3 separate regions of the Mus musculus genome follow, and all the other regions are linked to region 2. A link is a contact called in public HiChIP or PLAC-seq and promoter capture Hi-C data. All regions are on one chromosome and are shown on one strand. The core of a region is the stretch at or near the end of the contact, and the rest is flanking DNA. Distances in the headings are between cores, read along the strand shown. Region 1 holds the start of Fbxo46 (F-box protein 46). Region 2 holds the start of Pnmal2 (PNMA-like 2). Region 3 holds the start of Irf2bp1 (interferon regulatory factor 2 binding protein 1).

The links. Promoter capture Hi-C pulls out the DNA fragments that hold promoters and counts their contacts. HiChIP or PLAC-seq counts read pairs in DNA pulled down with a chosen protein or histone mark.
Region 1: an H3K4me3 HiChIP or PLAC-seq map of forebrain shows a contact between it and region 2, with 5 times the contacts expected there. The contact joins the promoter of Fbxo46 here to the promoter of Pnmal2 in region 2. A contact is called at or near these places in 4 of 115 datasets of contacts at active chromatin or transcription factors (astrocytes, embryonic forebrain, forebrain and 1 more).
Region 3: a contact with region 2 is called in a promoter capture Hi-C map of hippocampal neurons, with 6 times the contacts expected there. The contact joins the promoter of Irf2bp1 here to the promoter of Pnmal2 in region 2. A contact is called at or near these places in 5 of 39 promoter capture datasets (3T3-L1-derived adipocytes, cranial neural crest, embryonic stem cells and 2 more), 1 of 484 Hi-C or Micro-C datasets (myocytes), 9 of 115 datasets of contacts at active chromatin or transcription factors (astrocytes, embryonic forebrain, embryonic hindbrain and 5 more) and 1 of 9 other capture datasets (embryonic stem cells).

Annotation. Positions count from the first base shown.
Region 1 is chr7:19,118,582-19,123,222 of GRCm38.p6, forward strand. Fbxo46 (F-box protein 46) reads left to right here and starts at 1,278. Exons shown (of 2, transcript NM_175530.3): 1 at 1,278-1,355.
Region 2 is chr7:16,943,203-16,947,476 of GRCm38.p6, forward strand. It overlaps Pnmal2 (PNMA-like 2), which reads left to right and starts at 1,480. Exons shown (of 1, transcript NM_001099636.2): 1 at 1,480-4,274. The coding sequence starts at 1,891. The coding sequence ends at 3,876.
Region 3 is chr7:19,002,559-19,006,612 of GRCm38.p6, forward strand. It overlaps Irf2bp1 (interferon regulatory factor 2 binding protein 1), which reads left to right and starts at 1,500. Exons shown (of 1, transcript NM_178757.4): 1 at 1,500-4,054. The coding sequence starts at 1,879. The coding sequence ends at 3,633.

The DNA of each region.
Region 1 (4,641 bases), core at 28-2,527, 2.2 Mb after region 2:
CCACGCCCTCTGTTTTGCCCCGCCCCCTGACCTATTTACCTCAGACCCCAGCAGGATTTGCCAGGTGTCCGCAAGCGCGAGGTGTCTGTACTCCCCCTGCTGGCCCTCCTGTGTCCCCATCCGACCCTTTCGCTTTAGGGCGCATCTGCTTAAAGACCACTGTGTGTCAAGTACCTTGTTCAGGCGGCTAACTTCGCCACCTTTCCCTGAAACGAGGCTTTGTAGACCCCATGGAAATGCCAGTTCCTGTAGCTGCAAACAAAGTAACCTTTAGTGTCTGAGTGTGGATCCAGTCTTGCTATATAGCCCAGGCTTGCCTACTACTTGTAACCGTTTTGTCTCAGGTCTGTCTGGAACGCAAGGAATGCACTACCTTGTAACTCAGGTTACAAACTACACAATTTATTTTTAAAAAGCATTTTAGTTTTAACTAGGTATACATGTTGGGGGGGTGGGGGGGAGGAATACTGCACGCAGGTGTCCCCAGATGCCAGAGGCATCAGATGCCCCTAGAGCTGGAGTTTTAGACAGGGGCTTCTAGGGGCATCTTCAGGGGCAAATGCAAATTCTCTGCAAGAGCGATGTCTTCCTAACCTCTGAGTAGTCTTTCCAGCTTCATCTTTATTTTTTGACACAGCGTCTCATACCCTTGACCAGGCTAGTCTCAAACTCACAGAGGTACACTAACCTCGGCGTCCAAAATGGTGCGATTAAAAGTGTGTGCCACCACGGCAGATTCAAACCGTACATTTTGGAAATGCTGCCAAGATTCCTGCCCTTCTGGAGGCTCTGTTCTACCTGTGATGTGAACATAGTGCCTGGGCTTTTCCTCACTTCGATATCTTGTTTTCTTTATTTGCCAATTAGGAGGTGGTGGTAGGCAAGTGTGGGGAGTGAGATGAAGGTGAGAAATGGGAGAGAAAGTTTGGGAAAACTCATATATTATTAATTATTTGTCAACTAACATGATAAATCAATAAAGTTGTTCTTCCTAAACTCTTCATCCCTCGCTAACGTCCCTTTGAAGTAGCCTCGATTCTCTTTTCAAGGGCCTCGGGCCAAAATGGAGGCGGCTGGACTCTATTTCCCAGATACCCTCGCGGGAGAATTTTCTGCGCCTGCGTATTTTAGTGTGCCCTTAGCCTCCTGGTAATTAGAGTTTCTGTCTCTCAGCCCGCCTAGTTTGTTTCCTACTCCACCTCCAAGTTACCGTATTGCATCTTGGGAGCTGTAGTCCATGGCCGCCCGTACTCTAATTCCCAGTGGGCTTCGGGGCCAGAACCCGGAAGGGGAGGCTGGAGAGGAGCGAGTGGGGGAAACCCGCGTAGTCGGGAGAGCTGCAGCGCGGGGAGATGGTGAGAGCCCCAAGCTGGGTCCTGCGGGTGCTTGAGAGTATGAGCGGGGTGTTCAGGACTTGGGTTCGAGAGGAAGCAAACTGAGGCTAAAGAAAGGGCTGGGTGTGGGGAGATCACTGTGGGTGGGGATTGAGAGGAACGGGAGCCCGAGGAAGTAGAAGAATGGGGGCTAGGGAGGGGTCTTGGAGGTGGAGAGAGTCGAGCTTTGGAATCAGCTATCAAGGGGATTGGGAGCTGGAGGAGTGAGGCGCGGAGTTGGAGTCCTGGCTGAATAGATCAGAGACCCTGAGTGGGTAATTTCGAGGGAGGTTAGTTAGCCTGGTTATATGGAAAGGCATAGGAGTCCGGGATAAATGAGTGAAGGGAGAGGCTAACCACGGATGCATTGGGTTGGGTTGCGGGATTGCGAGGTGGGGCGGCAAGGCCAGTTGAAGAGATGGGAGGTAGAAGTCATCGATGGTCCAGGTTAGCTTCTAGGACCAGGAGGCGTTGTAGGGTGCGTGAGTTAGGAGCGTGGCTGTCAATATCGTGTCTTAATCTAACCAAAAACTACCAATAAACTGGACAGCCACAGAACTCTGGGTTGATATGACCAGATGGGGTCCATAGAGACAACCTTTAGCACCCTTCTAGCCCCGGTCGTATCTAGATATAGTGGTTTGTGTGGGCAGTCCAGCTTTCAGGTTCCTTATTCTCTTTTGTGACCTGCACAGGTCTCTCTGTAACCCTCTTGTGACCTTATATGTATGGTGAGAACAAGCAGGCCATTCTGAAGATAGCTAAAGGGAGGTTCCATAAAAATTGATATTTTTGTTAGGAAAGTTAAGTCCCAGCGTCAAAGCTGTTGGTGGAAAGCTCCCGTCCCAGGAATGTTGACTGGATTCAAGTTGTTAAAAGATTTCCTATTCTTCAGTCCAGCCCCCCAGACATTTTCTCAAAACCTGACAATAGCCTATGTACACCACAGTTTATGCAGGGGACACCCCCGTCCCCAGCCCTACCCCTTTATTGCTAGCATCTTTTTCTAAGAAATGCCCAGGTTCGGTTTCAGCTGTGTGTGTATTAACTCACTGGATTCAGGCGGTGCCTTAAGTGTAGATCTTCATTTCACAGGAAGCAAGTAGAGGCACGGAGAGTTTAAGCAATCTTCTCCATGTCAGCCAACATTAAATGGTAAATGTACAATTGCAATTTGGGTCAGAATCTGCTTTGGTGGAGACACCCGGCCAGAACAACTGTCAGATAGGATTTAAGTCTTTTCTGTGACCTGAGCTTGGAAATCTGTCCAGCTATTAAATGAGATCCATAACCTTGGTAGGCTAGAGAGTTTAGGGAGATAATGTTTGGAAAGTGCTTAGACTAAGTGCATATAGTACACATGTGTTGTCTTGGGACTTGCTGTGTAGCTCAGGCTGGCCTCTTAACTCTTGAACTTCCCGCCTCAGGAGCCAGAGTGCTGAGGTTTATCACTACTGGTGCCCAGATATTATTTGTTGTTGTTTTGAGACAGGGACTCAACTAAAAACTGTGTAGCTGAGGGTGGCCTTGAACTTCTGATCCTCCTGTCTCCATATCCTGATTTCAGGGATTATAGATGTGCACTACCATGCCTGGTTTATGCTGTACTGGGGATCAAACTCGGGGTGTTGTGCATGCTAGGCAAGCGATCTACCAGCTAAACTACATCACTGGGTCATGTTTTTGTTTCTGAAGTGAATGGGCAAAACCAGATAAAGGAGGTAGGAGAGGACCCAGTGAGGGGGCACGGGACGTGCTGTCCCTTGCTCTCAAGTTGCCTCCCCCTTTCTCCTGAGTTTTCTAGTTCTATCTTTCCTGTCCTCCCCATTCCTGAGTTCCTAAGTCTAAGCAAAACTCCTAGGAAGGTGCTCAGAAACTTAATCTGTCTCCAGCCAAATATTAATAATTCACTTGTCCCAGTCTGGCCCATTGCCCAAGTCTTCCAGTGAGTTAGAAATACTGCCGCTGGCAAGTGAGTTGGGGTTTTGTTTGGTTATTTTGACTTTTGGTTTTCTTGATGTTGTTGTGGTATGTGTGTATAAGTGTACCCTCTAACATTTTGGTCAGGGCAGGCAGGGGACGTCTTCTCTGGGAAGTTTAGCAACTTTGTAATTCACTTTGAAACAATTTGGTCTTAGTATATAATTGGCATGGGGTTCTTCTTGTGGGTTCTTCTTGAGGCAGTGGAGGAGGGAGAGGGTCAGCAGAGGGTAAGACTGTGTAGGATTCCGGGGTAAGACTTGGTATTGGTGATGTTTAGGGTCTCTGTATAACCAGAAGTTCACTTATCTAAGTCTAAGATACTCTGCTAACTGAGGCTGCCCTGCCTTCTGTGATGCACTTAGCACATCTTCCTCAAACAGCAAAGGGTTAAGTGAATAGCCTTTGTACTATCTCAACAGGAGCTGCTCAGCTCAAAGTCGGGAGTTAAAGGAAGAAAAAGGGACGCTTTGAAAAATGATTATAGCATTTGTTACTAAGTTGTAAAAAGTTTCCTATGAGCTGGGCTTGGTGGCCCACGCCTTTAATCCCAGCACTCGGGAGGCAGAGGCAGGCAAATTTCTGAGTTCGAGACCAGCCTGGTCTACAAAGTGAGTTCCAGGACTAGCCAGGGCTACACAGAGAAACCCTGTCTCGAAAAAACAAAAAACAAAACAAACAAAAACAAAAACAAAAAAGTTACCTATGAAAGCTAACTAAGGGGAAAGGCAGAAAGATCCTAAGCGGGGAAGGGGAAAAATTCTCTAAGTGGGGAATGGGAAAAAATTTCTACTCAAAATGGGGAAAGGCAAAAAATTCTTCTCTCTCTCCTTCTCATCACTTTGTCCTCAGTACTTATACATCTTTCAGAATACATGCTCACATGTTACAAAGTTCATCACAAGTTCACACAAAAAATCAAATCATGAATTGAAATAGAAGTTGGATTTTTTAAAATTTTATTTAAAGATTTATTTATTTATTTTATGTATATGAGTACACTGTAGCTGTACAAGATGGTTGTGAGCCTTTATGTGGTTGTTGAGAATTGAATTTTTAGGACCTTTGCTCACTCTGGTCGGCCCCGCTCTCTCTGGCCCAAAGATTTTATAAGTACACTGTAGCTGTCTTCAGACACACCAGAAGAGGGCCTCAGATCTCGTTATGGATGGTTGTGAGCCACCAGGTGGTTGCTGGGATTTGAACTCAGGATTTTCGGAAGAGCAGTGGGTGCTCTTACCTGCTGAGCCATCTCGTCAGCCCTGAAATAGAAGTTTACAACAGAGAA
Region 2 (4,274 bases), core at 230-2,729:
CTGATAAACAGCACACACAGCCGTTGTTCAAGGAGAGGCAACTAAGCCAGCTTCTCTCCCCTCACTCTCATGGGCTGGGGTCTCCAGGAGACCCTTAGGAAAAGGAACAATGGCTGTCACCATTTCACAGAGAAGCAAACAGATCAGGGAAAGTTCTAGAAGATTCTCGAAGTTGCTGCTGAGAAAGCAATAAGGATAGAATATAAATCCAACAGATAGTCTATTCAACTCATAGAGGGAGGGACAGGCAGCTCAAGGGCCTTTAAAGCAATGGACCATGGGTATGGTGGTAGGTGAGAGCTGACCTAAAAGTTGTCCTCTGACCTCCATACATATGCTGTGCACAGGCATGCCCCACCGCACATGCATCGTACATATGCACACACACACACACACACAAATCATAAATAAAACAAAAATTTCAAAATAAAAAATTTGGAATATCTGGGTACAGTGGCTCACACCTATGATCCCAGCATTCTGAGGCAGGAGGATTACCAGGACTTTGAGGCTAGCCTGGGCTACATAGTGATATCCTGTTTCAAAAACCAAACCCCAAAAGGATCCAGGTGTGCTAGCATACAACGTCAATCCAGCATTCAGCAAGCAAAGGCAGAAGGCAGAGGGCAGAGGGCAGAGGCAGAGGCTGACAGATCTCTATGAGTTTGTGGCTAACCTGAGCTACACAGTTCTAGGCTAAACTGGCCTACAAAGTGAGATCCCGTTTCAGAAGCAGAATATAGGGACATCCATGAGTGAAGCTGGTCTCCATGAGTCTGGTACCCACATACTGAGTACCACACACCCGAAATGATACCCCTTGGCTCATAAAGGACAGCTGACCGGGGCGTTTCTGCTTGCTATTGAGGATACGGTAAAACATAGAGCCCGTGTGAGGTTACACCTCCAAAGGACAGTTTGATTTGGGGCTTTATTAATCAGAGGTCTATCTGTCCCGCAGGAATGAGGATGTAGTTCGGTTGGTAGAGTGCTTACGCAGCATGCAGAAAACCCTGGCCCCGAGCCCCAGAGACGTATTAATAAAACAGCGCAGGCTAGACACCACTGAGGCCTGTAATCGCAGGAGGGCGGAAGCAGGAGAATCAGAAGTTCAAGGTCATCCTTGGCTACATGGCAAGTTCAAGGCTAGCCTGGCCTTGCTTCAAAAAACAAAGCCAGAATAAATGACCCTGGTGGAAGCCTCTATTCTTTCCAAGGAGGTGTCTGTCTATCCCTTGAAGTGAGACTGATCACCTTCAGTGGTTTTCACAGTGACTTTGTCTTCCTTCTTGGCTCACTAGTCCCTAAACCCTCCTTCCCACCTGGCCCTTTAAGAGCAGCTGCTGCGACCGTACCCGGGCAGACCCCAGCTGCAGCCTGCAGTGTTACTATGGAGACGGGGACTAGCAGGAGGGGGCGGAGAGGTGATTGGGTCCGCGCAGGCGCAGACCGAGGCTGCCGTTCCGCAGCGGCCCCGCTGAGCGTCTAGACCCGGGTACGCGCTTCACTCCAGACTCCGCGGGAGCACAGGCGAGCCGCTGCTCTCACTCACCCCCACGCCCACCAGGTGCGTTGATCGTCGCCCTCCTGTACTCCACCAGCGGTGTCCAGTCACCTAGGTTGTCAGGGACAAAGGGAAGGGAGGAGCAACCCGGGACAGCCCGGAGAAAGTACACGTAAGCCCCCTGCGGACCCTCGGATTGCCCCGGGGGAAGACCGTTGAGTCCGGCAAGCTAGCAGGTAGCTATAGCCTACAGCCCCAAACCCGGAGTCTGGACTCTCACCCTGCTGGTGGCCTTTCCAGAGTGGGATTGACCTAGCCTGTGTTCAGTAGCCCACCCCTTTCTCGGGCTCCCTCCCGCCTAAGATTAGCCTCCGCCGGGCAGCGCCATGACGATGAACCTTCTGCAAGATTGGTGTAAGGAGCTGGAAGTGGAGGTGCACAGGGCCCTCCTGATCACGGGCATCCCTGAGCGCCTGCAGCAGGCGGACATCGAAGCTACCCTGAGTCCGAACTTGCAGCCCCTGGGCAACTACAGGCTTCGGACTGTGAGAGCTGTAACCAAAGAGAAGTCTCAGGCAGCCCTTGTAGAATTTGGGGCAGACTTCGATCACTCTGCCATACCTATCCACATTAGGGGAGAGAATGGGATTTGGAAAATCCTGAGTAAGGACCGCGGGCAAGATGCGCGGGTCCTTAGGCAGATGAGGCGCCTGTTGCTGGATGAAAGGCCCATGGATGACTTCAGAGAAATAGCCATCCCTCTGGTATTGGAGGCCCAAGCCCAGGCCAAGGGATTAGGGAAGGAGGCCAAGAAGGCTGGCTCCTCTGAAGGGGCAGCTAGGAGCGGCCGTCGGGGCCGTCGGGGAGGCAAGCGCCGATCCAGAAGCCACAAGTTGACGGCTCAGAAGGGCCAGAAGAGGAGCCGGGGAGGGCGGCGAGCCAGGAGTGAGTCGGAAGACTCTTCTGATGACAGCCTGGGTATCGTCATAGAGGAGATCTACGCAGAGGACCTGAGCGTAGATGAAGACCAGAGGGCCCTGTATGCCACGCTCCAAGCAGCTGCCAAAGAGCTCACCAAGAAGTGGGCCTTTCGGGGTGACCAGGAAGAAGGAGATGGCCCCCGAGAATTCTTGGCACTTGTCACTGTCACCGACAAAGCTAAGAAGGAAGAGATAGAGAAAGACCTTCCTGGGACAGAGTCTATCTGCTTAAACATCAAAGACGAAAAGAGCGGGGTTCCTGATTTAGTCGCGCTACTGGCTGTGAGAGATACCCCCGCAGTGGAGGTAGAGACAGAGGTGGATGATGATGATGAAGATGACGAAGATGAAGATGATGAAGATGATGACGAAGATGAAGATGACGATGAAGATGATTCCGACAGCGAGTCTCTGGAAAATGGAGAGCACGGAAAGGAAGTGATGGATAGCCCCGAGTTTGTGGCTATTGTGGCTTATACAGACCCCGCTGACCCCTCTGCCAGAGAGGAAATGCTAAAAATAGCTTCTGTGATTGAGACCCTCGGCTGGGGCGACAAAAAAGACAAAAAAGATGTCCTTCCTCAAGTCCTGTCCGTCATGGCTAAGGACACCTCTGGGCCCAGGGTGAAGGTAGAGGAGGCAGGTCGTCAGGTGGACGCCATGGTCCTGAGGAAGGCAGAGGAAGATGGGAATCTTCTGGAATGTATTTCTACCTTGGCTGAGGCAGAGAACTGCCCTAAGGGAAAGAAGTCTGGGCTAGGTCTCCTCAGAGGCTGGACCGCTGAGGGCCACCAGGGTGGCCTATTGGAGCTGGTGGCACTCTTGGCTGCGCAAGATATGGTGGAAGCTGTGAGAGAAGAAGAAGCCAGCAGGTGGGGCAGTGGTGGAAGTGGTGGCCGGAAGTGTGACCATAGCCAAGGTGGTTTATCTGAGGTCCTGGCTTTCCTGGCCTCCCAGGAGAATCTAGAATCCAACGAGGAATCGGACGAGGATTCAGACACAGAGTCAGAGGGAGATTCCGAGGACACTGACAGCGAAGAGTCCGAACCTGGTGACAGCGTGTCCAAGAAGCCGCGCGCCAAGAGAGCGCGCACAGGCTCCAAAGGCCTCCCACCGGCCGGCGCCACCGCGGTCTCCACCGCATCCCGGGCACGCAAAGCCCGCAGGGGTGGCCGCGGTCGTGGCCGGGCTGTCACCCCAGAGAAGAAAACGGGGAGCGGGGTTTCAACCGAGGACCATGCGGGGAACAACAACAAGAAGAAGAAGGGATCCGCAGGAGCCGGGGCCCGTGCCAGGGCTGGCGAGGCCAAGGGACAGCCAGCTGCTGTTCCCAAGTCTACCCGCGGAAAGAAAGCACGCAGGGGCCCAAGGCGGGCGCCCAAATGCCGTTAGTGCCGCAGATGTCACTACAAGCCCTGTCTCTTGTGTGTGGACTTCCCTCCCTACTTTCCTCCTATTCTCTCTCCTCCCTGCAGCCCCCTCTCGCTTAACCGTGTGCATTTGCTTTGTGCGCTGCTGCGTCCCTGGCTGGCTATGGCCGGTGCCCAGCTTTCCCTCTCAGCTCTATGAACAGATGGCGATGGCGCGAGCGATCATTATGGCTGCAGCCTAGATATGACAAGGAAAAAGAGACCAGACACTCGGATGCAGTGGCCAGTGGGTGCGGAGGAGAAATGGGTCCGAAGACACTGAGGGGTCTCTGCTCTACCTCTGGAGCCCCCCTCCACGCCTCCCGCGTGAGTGTGTGTAGGTGCCTGGCATTCCTGCCTGCCCATCCTTCCAGACACCGG
Region 3 (4,054 bases), core at 250-2,749, 2.1 Mb after region 2:
AAACCTGGAAGAACGCAAAGAAGACACTGGGGGGGGGGGGGGGAATTGAGACCACCAGCGGGGATCCAGGCCAAGTGAGGGGAAAGGGCTGATGTGAGCTAGGTCCTGGAGACATATGTCGCTTCTCCTAGCTCCCCCCACCCCCCCAAAAAAGCTAAAAACATGGGGTGCCCACAGCCGATTGGGCCCACCAGGCCATTAAGCACTTGGAGGTTTGGGGTTGCCCTTCCCAGCAATCTCCTCTTGGCTTCCTCATTCCAAATATAAGAGTAATAAGAGCCCCCTAACCTGGGGGGTGGGGGTGGAGGGAGAGGGCGAAATTCCCTGCTAGCAAGGGGGGGGGGCAAGAATCGGGAAGGCCTTCCCCCCCCAAGCTTCCAAGCAGAGGAAGTACGTCAGTGCGTCCATCTCGCAGAGCATTTTGGGAATTGTAGTGAAATTGGAGGTGTACCGAGAAGCCAACTCTGTAACCCTTTAGAGACCAAATACGTGCACAGCTGGAGCAGAATTGGCAGGCTCAGAGAACGTTCTTTAGCAGATGAGGAAACTAAGGCAGCCGCCTGGCTCGGAAGCCTACAGTCTTATCATCCTGTAGCCTCTGGGCCGCCCTTGAGGCTAGTACCTAAGACACTGGGAAGGACAAACTGCCAAGTAGACACTACTCTCCAAGAGTTGCCTGAAACCATCCCCTTGAAACCGTCCAATCAGAGCCTCTCCGCCCCAATTCCCCCAAAGCTGCTGCCTTTCTAACCGGTTATTGGCCCTTCTTGAAGGGGCGGGATTCTAAGAGAGGGCAAGACTCTTCTAGAACTGCTCAGCAAATCAGAGCAGAAACTGCTTTCCGGCTTCTGGGTATGGTGTCGGGACTGTAAACCCACAAGGAGGCTGAAGCAGGGAGATTGCAGCAAGTTTGAGGCCAGCCTAGACTACATAGGCTAGCCTTCTAGGCCAACCTGAGCTAAAGAATAAATCTAAGTCTTAAGAAAGAAAGAGGGGGGGCTGGTGAGATGGCTCAGTGGGTAAGAGCACCCGACTGCTCTTCCGAAGGTCAGGAGTTCAAATCCCAGCAACCACATGGTGGCTCACAACCATCCGTAACGAGATCTGACTCCCTCTTCTGGAGTGTCTGAGGACAGCTGCAGTGTACTTACATATAATAAATAAATAAATAAATAAATCTAAAAAAAAAAAAAAAAGATTGTTTAAAAAAAAAAAAAAGAAAGAAAGAGGGGGCGGGGAAAGGGGGGAAATTGCATCCACAGCAACTTGGCCACCCGAGCATTTATGAAACCATTACCCACTCCATGGACCCTGTGTGCGAACCCCAGCTTCCTGGCGAGGCACAGTGAAAATTAAGCACCCAGACCAGCGCGCGCCCTCTTTTCCCGCCACTGCTTTCTACCCAGTCCCCTTTAAGAAGCAGCCCCGACGGGACTACATTTCCCAGAAGGCTTTGCCCGCGCGTTATGTAACTTTCCCTGCGAAGCGGCCTCTGGGGCAGAAGAAGGAGGTGGAGGCGACGGCGGCCGTTGCAGCGGCGTCGGCGGCGCGAGCGGAGCGGCGGGAGCCTGGGGCGGCGGCGCCCGAGGCCCATCGAGGAGCTGGAGCTGTGCATCGCGGCTCACGGCGCGGACCGGACGGGGGCGCCGACGTGCGTGCTCGTGGCTTGCCTTTTCCACCGGAGGCGGGAGTGAGAGAGAGAGGAAAAAAAAGGCTGAGGGCCCAGGGGGCGGGGAAGGGGGGCCGGGCCTGAATCCGGCGGGGAGGCCGAGCCCGAGGCCGGATTGAGCGGCTCGCGCGCCCGTCCCGGGGCACGGCGGAGCGAACGTGGGCGGCGGGTGCACAGCAGGGGCACCTGGCGGCGTTCCGGGGGGCGCCATGGCGTCCGTGCAAGCGTCCCGCCGCCAGTGGTGCTACCTGTGCGACCTGCCCAAGATGCCGTGGGCCATGGTGTGGGACTTCAGCGAGGCTGTGTGCCGCGGGTGCGTGAATTTCGAGGGCGCGGACCGCATCGAGCTGCTCATCGACGCCGCCCGCCAGCTCAAGCGCAGCCACGTGCTCCCCGAGGGCCGCTCGCCCGGACCCCCGGCTCTCAAGCACCCGACTTCCAAGGACCTAGCCTCCACGGGCTCCCAGGGCTCCCAGTTGCCACCCCCGCAGGCCCAGGCGCAGCCATCGGGGACCGGCGGTAGCGTCTCAGGCCCGGACCGCTATGACAGGGCTACTTCATCCAGCCGCCTGGCGCTGCCTTCGCCGGCTTTGGAGTACACCCTGGGGTCCCGCTTGGCCAACGGGCTGGGCCGCGAGGAGGCCGTGGCGGAAGGGGCACGCAGGGCTTTGCTTGGCTCCATCCCCAGCTTGATGCCCCCCGGGCTGCTGGCAGCTGCAGTGTCTGGCCTTGGAGGCCGAGCTCTGACGCTGGCACCTGGCTTAAGCCCCGCTCGTCCACTTTTCGGCTCCGATTTCGAGAAGGAGAAGCAGCAGAGGAATGCGGACTGCTTGGCAGAACTGAACGAGGCCATGCGGGGCCGGGCGGAGGAGTGGCATGGGCGTCCCAAGGCTGTAAGGGAACAGCTACTGGCTCTGTCCGCCTGTGCCCCTTTCAATGTTCGATTCAAGAAGGACCACGGGCTGGTGGGACGGGTGTTCGCCTTTGATGCCACTGCCCGCCCTCCGGGCTATGAGTTCGAGCTGAAGCTCTTCACCGAATACCCCTGTGGTTCTGGCAATGTTTACGCGGGGGTCCTTGCAGTGGCTCGCCAGATGTTTCATGATGCTCTTCGAGAGCCAGGGAAGGCCCTGGCCTCATCGGGCTTCAAGTACCTCGAGTATGAACGGCGCCATGGTTCAGGGGAATGGCGCCAGTTAGGAGAGCTGCTTACGGATGGGGTCCGCAGCTTCCGAGAGCCTGCTCCTGCGGAGGCCCTGCCCCAGCAGTACCCAGAACCGGCCCCTGCTGCTCTGTGTGGCCCACCTCCAAGAGCCCCATCCCGAAACCTGGCGCCCACTCCACGCCGTCGCAAAGCATCCCCTGAGCCCGAGGGCGAGACAGCTGGGAAGATGACCACGGAGGAGCAGCAACAGCGGCACTGGGTGGCGCCAGGCGGTCCATACTCTTCAGAGACCCCTGGTGTGCCCTCACCTATTGCTGCCCTCAAGAATGTGGCCGAGGCTCTGGGCCACTCACCCAAGGACCCTGGTGGGGGTGGAGGCTCTGTCCGCGCAGGGGGTGCTAGCCCCGCGGCTTCCTCCACAACCCAACCACCGGCCCAGCATCGTTTGGTGGCACGCAATGGAGAGGCAGAAGTCAGCCCCACTGCCGGGGCTGAAGCTGTCAGCGGGGGTGGTAGCGGCACAGGGGCGACCCCTGGAGCCCCCTTGTGCTGTACCCTGTGCAGAGAAAGGCTGGAAGACACCCACTTCGTGCAGTGTCCCTCGGTACCCGGACACAAGTTCTGCTTTCCTTGCTCCCGAGAGTTTATCAAGGCACAGGGCCCAGCCGGAGAGGTGTACTGCCCCAGTGGAGACAAATGTCCACTGGTGGGTTCCTCTGTCCCCTGGGCCTTCATGCAGGGCGAGATCGCTACTATTCTTGCTGGTGACATCAAGGTCAAGAAAGAAAGAGACCCCTAGGCTGCCACTGCCAGGCTTCTTTCCCCTCCCCCTTAACCATCACCGCATCTGCGGATAAATTATTCCCTACCGCACCCAACCCTGTACCACCCTAACCTATGTATATACCCTTTCCTCTGCCCAGATGGGTCCCCTGGGGTAGATACATTGTGGGTGGGGGGAGAGAGCTTGTGGCTCCTGTCAGAGAGGGTGTTTGGGGTTCCTGGGCCCCTCCTTTCTTTTTCCTTTCTTGGCTTGGCTTTCCTGCTGTTGGTAGTTGGGTGAGAGGTACCCCGCGTGTCCTTGAGAAGGGACCTCCTGAGAACTCGCTCTTTATAAACGAAGCAAAAGCATTTTATTGTTCCCCCTCTCCCACCCTTTTCCTCCTTCAATAAACTGAGAGATGGGTTGTTCTTTTTCCCCCTTCTTGTTCCCTTTAGTT